Regions from separate parts of the Rattus norvegicus genome. Here region 1 is linked to region 2. Evidence: chromatin contacts called from public Hi-C data. All regions are on one chromosome and are shown on one strand. The core of a region is the stretch at or near the end of the contact, and the rest is flanking DNA. Distances in the headings are between cores, read along the strand shown.

Region 1 (3,213 bases), core at 201-2,700, 37 kb after region 2:
CCCCAGTTACCAGAATTGGTTTCTTTGTGGCTCTTATGAAGGTCTGAGTCCAGGTTCTAAGAGACTTCAATGAAGTCAAATTGAAAGGACCAGCAAGCTTTGAATTGTTTCATCAGCCTCTTTTTACTACAACCACCCACCCCCTTTTCTCCGAAATGCCTTTCTCCAAAAGTCACCCCCATTGGCACATCCCCACCACCACCACCTACATTCAAATCTATCTCCGGCGACAGAGAGCAGGTGCAGCCCCCGGAAGGTCTTTTGTATCATAGGTCGGGAGGAGGTGGTGGCTGGGTCGCCGGTAACTCAGCAAAAAACCCCGGTCCCGGCCGGGATCATGCGACCTGGTAGGCAGGCCAGAGGAATTGCGAAGCTTAGGAACCTGCCCCCTCGCTTGCTTCCTCCATCGCCCAGATCGAGGGCGGCCTCTCTGCTCCGCAGCCTCCAGCCACCCGGGAGCCCAACCCCCTCGCTCTAGCACGCCCCTTGGCTCTCGCCTCCTACTGGGAGCCAGGAGAACTCTCCCGGAGGTATGGGTTTAGTGTAATTTCCCCCCACCCCTCCTTTCTTTCTTTCTATTTAAGTACCAGCCCTGGATGAGGCTTCCGAAACCCTAAAGGGACTTCTCAGTGAATCTCAAGGTTTCGCGCAGGGACGCGGGGAGGGGGAGACGGCCTCGGATCTGCGATCTGATTTCGGAAAGACCACTCCCGGGCCTTTCCAAGAGGAGTAGGCTGGAGACCCCCCACAAACACCGCTAGTTGTCTTTGAATTCCCCAAAGGCTCTGGACATAGCACTGGGGGACTGCCAGGTCCTCCATTCCGCGCCCGGACACAATGGCCGCCGGCACCCCGCACAAAGACGGGGTGAGAGGGAGGCGCTGAGCCCCGCCACTGGCCAGGAAGAAGGGTTGAGGCTCCCACAGCGGAGACCTCGTTTTCTTGAGACCCGACCCAAGGCGGCCTCCTGGAGCCCCCTGCAGGGCTCCAGGACCGGAGGCCGCTACGCGTTGGAGCCCCGGGTGGGTGGGCTGAGGCCTCGCTTACTGCTCGCGCTCCCCTAGGCCGGGTACCCGCCGAGCCACCGCCCCGTTGCTAGGCAACCGCCCTCCCTCAGGGGCGCCCCCTAGACCTCTCTGGAAGGAGGGGTCTCGCCCCCGCGGCCCGCCCCAGCTTAGCCAATCCGCGGGTCGAGTCGGCACGGAAGCGGGACGGCCAAGGCTCCCATTGGGCGAAGCGCCTGTCAGGCACAGGGGAGGCGGCGCCCTCACCTGAGAGCCCAGCGAGCCGTGGGGGGCCACATCCCCCCTTCATCGGCCCAGTGGCTTCCAGATACGAGGGCGTTTTGCGGCTGGGAAGTACGCCGCGGACTTGGGTTGGCCTACCTGGCTGACTGCTCGTGCCGAATCTCCCGGAGAAGCCGGCCTCAGTTTCCCCTGAAGAGACCGGGGGAACTTGCAAGCGCAGTCACTTCCGGTGCCGCGGCAGCGCGCGCGAGCCCGAGACGCAAAAGGAGTGCGCGCCAGGAGGGACTGGCGTTGAGACGTGGGAGAGCAGCGCCCCCTGGCGAGCGATTTGAGGAAGCGCAGGCGCATGGAACGCTAATGGTTCACATTCCATCAATCTAGTTCCTTCATCCATCTATCCGTTTGTATACTACAGAAAAAGTGCTTTTTCCTGGGTGTCCGACATCGGACAGGTTTCCCAACTTGTGTATTTCCCCCCCTCACTTTACAAATAGACAGCAGCATTGACCTTTCATTGACTGTGTATCGATATTACTTGAAAAGTCTGAAGACTAGAAAGCCTTTGGATTGTTGAAGACGGTTATGAACGAGGCAAGGCAAGGTCTCTGTTTTTGTTTTTTGTTTTTCTTTTCCTTTTTTCGGAGCTGGGGACCGAACCCAGGCCTTGCGCTTGCTAGGCAAGCGCTCTACCACTGAGCTAAATCCCCAACCCCAAGGTCTCTGTTTTTATGAAGACTTATACCTTAGGGGTGGAGGCAATATCCAACTAGGAAAATACGCAAGGTAAACTCTAAGGGGAGAAAATCCTGACATTGTGATAATCATGGTGAAACGAGATTTGCTTTAGAGTGAATGAGTGAATGATCCTTTTAAAAATGCAAACCCCGGGGCTGGGGATTTAGCTCAGTGGTAGAGCGCTTACCTAGGAAGCGCAAGGCCCTGGGTTCGGTCCCCAGCTCCGAAAAAAAGAACCAAAAAAAAAAAAAAATGCAAACCCCGACTCTGGCTGGCCAGTGCAGTAGAAAGACATTTATTTACACCATCTCGAACTATGTAGCATATGTTTGTTTGTGAGCCCAGCCTTTAACAACTGAGCCACCTCTTCTGTCTCGCTATTATACACAGTTTTTGTGTTGCTGGGGATCAAACCCAGAGCTTTGTGCATGGTAGTCAGGCTTTCTACCGGATAACTCTAGCAGTAACTCAGTTTTTCAAAAGTTTATTTTATTTTGGGGTATGTGCACGTGAGTGTGGGTGTGTATGGGCCACCATGTTTATCTGGAGGTCTGAGGACAACTTTTAGGAGTAAATCGTGTTCAGGAGTGGAACTCCCATCCTCAGCTGGTGAGGCAAGTTCATTCTTCTTATACGGGGTCTAGTTATGTAGCTGTTTAACTTGGGCTGCCCTTGACCTTGAACTCATAGCAGCAGTTCAGCTTCTGTGGACTGAGAGCTACTGGGATCTCAGCCTCCTGGTGTGCAGATGTCCACAACGTACCACAGGCGCTCTCTTTTCTCTGCTGATTCCTGACTGTGGAACAACATGGCATCAGGAAGAAACTGCTCCTCCACACATCACCTGTCAGTCTGGAGATAGCAACTCACCGTCCTCCGAAGACGTGGCAGAATACACTGTTGGCCACAGAGTTCATTCCACCCTTTTAGGAAACCCCTTGACTGACTGTGTGGTGGAGAGCTGAGCCCGTGTGGGAGCGGACACACCAGAATTGTTTCAATCTCGTTATCTTCTCTGAGCCGCAGTCATCTCAGGTGGGTGTAATTAAACCAGCCGAAGGAGGCAGAGACTAAGAGAAATTAAGAAATTACCTGAAGTAAGAAAGATTGTGTGTGTGTAAGCAGGGGTGGCTATGAGACAAAAAAGAGAGGTGCTGGATCGGAATGGACCCAGGCTAGTCTAAATCCAAAGTCATGAACTGCTTTGGGATCTCTCTCGGGATCCAAATGG
Region 2 (3,382 bases), core at 40-2,539:
ATCCCATTCTCCAAGTATCTGAAACCTTAGAGGTCCTTGTGGGCCACACCCACCACAGCCCAGGTTCATCGTCCCCTCACCAAGCAGAGCTACAGGCTGCAGACACTCAGAAGTGCCACTCAGAGGTGTGCTATTCAAGCATTGATACATACGTCACCACATGAAATCCAGAACAGCTATCCGCTTAGGTATATGGACTCCTAGTCCCCCTCCCAGAAAAGTCTTGTTATATAACCCAGGTTGGAGCTGAAATTTTGTCAGTTGGCCTCGAACACCTATTCCTTCTGCTTCAAGTGCTCAGAGAACAAGCACACAGTAAGTTCTTCTTTTTGCTGCCCCTTTCCACACCCTTAGGCTCAGAAGTTGGAGATGACTTGGAGGAAGAGATACCATACATATGCCCTCTGGTTCCCTCCACGTCTCAAGAGACAGTAAAGGAAGGACATATTGACTGTGCTCTGTTCCAACTTGCCTGCCCACCCATCATCCATCTGTACAGGGCCTCTTTGTAAGTGAGGCTGCCTGGAGTTACTCGCAGGAAGGTCCAGACCAGTGGGCCTGTTTATCTCTGGGCTTTCATTTATCCAATCCGTATTGCATCAGGTGTTGAACACTGAGGAACTGTGGACAAAGCAGTGGGCCAGTCAAAGTGCCCTGTGCCTGAGCCCCGAGCTTCCTCTGCCTAGGCCTAACGAATCTCCACAGGGAAGATGCTGAACCATGATTGTGCATGGGCTTTAAACTAGCTAGAGGGGCCAGGTGTGATACATGACTTTAATCCTAGTACCTAGGCAGAGGTAAGTGGATTTCTGTGAGTTCAAAGCCAGCCTGGTCTACACAGTGAGACACTGTCGCAACAAATGAACCAACCAAAACAATAACCAAACCAAGCCAAACAACAATAAAACAAAAACAACACAAAAACCAAACAAACCAAAACCCAAAAAACAACCAGACCTACAAAAAAGCAGTAAGTAGAGATGATTCACAGGGGCAGCCTTGTGGCCAAGCTTTGCCCCCAGAATGCAGCTAAAGAAAGAAGTAGTCTCAGGGAAGGTGTGGCTAGACAGAGCAGCAGAGTCTGCTTCAGGCCAGAAAAGCCATCCCAGTGCCAGGCAGAGCTGGCAGTGCTATGGAGAACAAAGGCCAGAGTGTGCCAGGCTTGAGGGGCCTAAGTGAGGCAGCATCGTGGGGGACGGGCACGCACAAACGTGTAGGTGAGGTCCATGGAGATCAGACAGCTGAGAGCAGAAATGAAAACAGGCTGGGTCCCAAAGGGCAGCAGCTTCAGCTCTGTAAACACCAGACAAGCGGAGGAGGGTTCAGGTGCAGGTCTGGGGACCCAGCTGAGCTCAGCAGGAGGATGGGACCTCCCCAGTCTTCCCCATCAGTGATGATGACACTAAGCTGAACAGAAGCCACAGACACGCCTGGGCAGAGCCATCTTCTCAGGCCCCACATTCCAGATGGTCTTTTCCGACCCTCTGCTTGATCCAGCCAGCCCCACCCACAAGCTCTGGAAGATCCTACCGTCTAGAGGGGGCATTCCCTTCCCTACCCGATGGGTCTCTGAGAACATGGTGGCTGCAGGTGCAGGGGCAAAGTCAGAGTTGCTGTAACTGCCAGGCCAGCAGTGCCTGACCTACATCTCCATGCTTGGTTGCATGAAAGAAAATACCAGGGCTTTCCGTTAGTGCTCACTAGATGCAGCTGGTTCAGGGAAGCCTGAACCTTTTGAAGGCCAGTTTAGAGTAGGGCAAGATGGCTGGCCTCCAATGTATGCTCTAGCTTTGGGGGAACTCTATAGATTTCAGAGATTAGAATCTTCCTTCTACCAAGGCCCCCACTAAAGTGTTCTTCTATTTCTAATATATTATCCTTATTAAGAAAACACCCCCCCACTGAGAGAGAGAGAGAGGGAGAGGGAGAGGGAGAGGGAGAGGGAGAGGGAGAGGGAGAGGGAGAGGGAGAGGGAGAGGGAGAGAGAGTGAGTGTTGAGAGAGTGTGTTAGTTAGAGTTAGCTCATTGCTTTTCTTATAGACCACTGACACTTAAAGAAGGGTTTTAGTTGTTCGGAAGAGAGGCACAAAACAATAAACCCACACACAGAGAAAGGAACAAACAAACAAACCTCAACAATTTAACAGTTCTGGCCAGGAGTGGCAACGTACACCCGTAACCCCAGCACCTGGAAGGTGGAGGCAGAAGACCAGAGAGAAGCTCAAAGTCATTCTCAGCTGCACAGCAAATTAGAAGCCAGCCAGCCGGGACTGGGTAAGACTCTGGTTTGTGGTAAGGACCTGGTCAAGAGACATGGTTTTCCTCTGTTCTAGAATGGTATCCCCAGCCACCATCATCTCAATTAGGTGGGCTTTACTGACATCCTTACATCAATAGAGCTCTCACTCTGTCACTCTGGTTCCAAAGCCCTAGAACCCTTCCCTGGGAATTCTGCTTCCCTTAAGGAAGTGGTGGGGTGTAAGGAAGAGACTGAGGTTTTATGTTAGAAGAGAAGATGTGGGCTGGAGAGATGGCTCAGCGGTTAAGAGCACTGACTGCTCTTCCGGACGTCCTGAGTTCAAATCCCAGCAACCACAGGGTGGCTCACAACCATCTGTAATGAGATCTGATGCCCTCTTCTAGAGTGTGTGTGTGTGTGTGTGTGTGTGTGTGTGTGTGTGTGTGTGTGTGTGTTCTTAAAAAAAAGAGGAAAAAAAGAAAAGGAAGAAAATATTCTATCTGGAGGCAATGAACTCATGAATCTTAGAGAAGAATCCACTGCCCCCACTTTACTTTTTTTTTTCTTTTTTTTTTCCCCCGGAGCTGGGGACCGAACCCAGGGCCTTGCACTTGCTAGGCAAACGCTCTACCACTGAGCTAAATCCCCAATCCCAGCCCCCACTTTACTAAATCAGTATAGTTCCTAGTTGCATTCTAAATAGTTATCCTTACACCCACCAGCATACCGCAGGATAACAACCCTCATCACAGAAACTTCTCTTTGCAGCAGATGGAAACCATTACAGAAAGTCATAGCTGGTGAAAATGTGGAGAACACTGACCACCGGGGTACACAGCCTCAACACATACATCCAAAAAACAACCCTACACCTAAGACCTGGGATTCATTGTGGAAGACTGTGTGGAAAGATTTTAAGAGGCAGAAGACCAAGAAGTCAGTCTTGAAAGTGTGTCTCCTAGAAACGACAGGGAAGCCATACGCATGATACCCATGATACCTCAGCAATCTGGCTGCCTAAATAAGACCTGAACAATGACAGCACCAACAGACACACAACAACATGGAAGGGAGAAATCCAACCCTAGAAGAAGGACCCTGGGAAGCCATTGCTGAGGGAAGGAAACCTGGTCTTCTCCAGGG

Evidence for each region. A called contact is a pair of places that touch in the nucleus more often than the background predicts.
Region 1: a contact with region 2 is called in a Hi-C map of liver, with 1.9 times the contacts expected there. The contact joins the promoter of Bcl2l1 here to the enhancer-like site in region 2. A contact is called at or near these places in 7 of 12 Hi-C or Micro-C datasets (frontal cortex, kidney, liver and 3 more).

The regions. Positions count from the first base shown.
Region 1 is chr3:161,763,325-161,766,537 of GRCr8, forward strand. Bcl2l1 (Bcl2-like 1) reads right to left here and starts at 1,451. Exons shown (of 3, transcript NM_001033670.1): 1 at 1,386-1,451.
Region 2 is chr3:161,726,457-161,729,838 of GRCr8, forward strand. The region is part of intron 2 of Bcl2l1 (Bcl2-like 1); the gene reads right to left. Among named protein-coding and RNA genes, the nearest start is that of Bcl2l1, 37 kb to the right of the region's middle. Within about 2 kb of position 1,290, at least 52 of the 93 cell types and tissues checked have an H3K27ac peak or open chromatin away from gene starts, as enhancers often do. A contact at or near this core is called in kidney and liver, where this site is marked.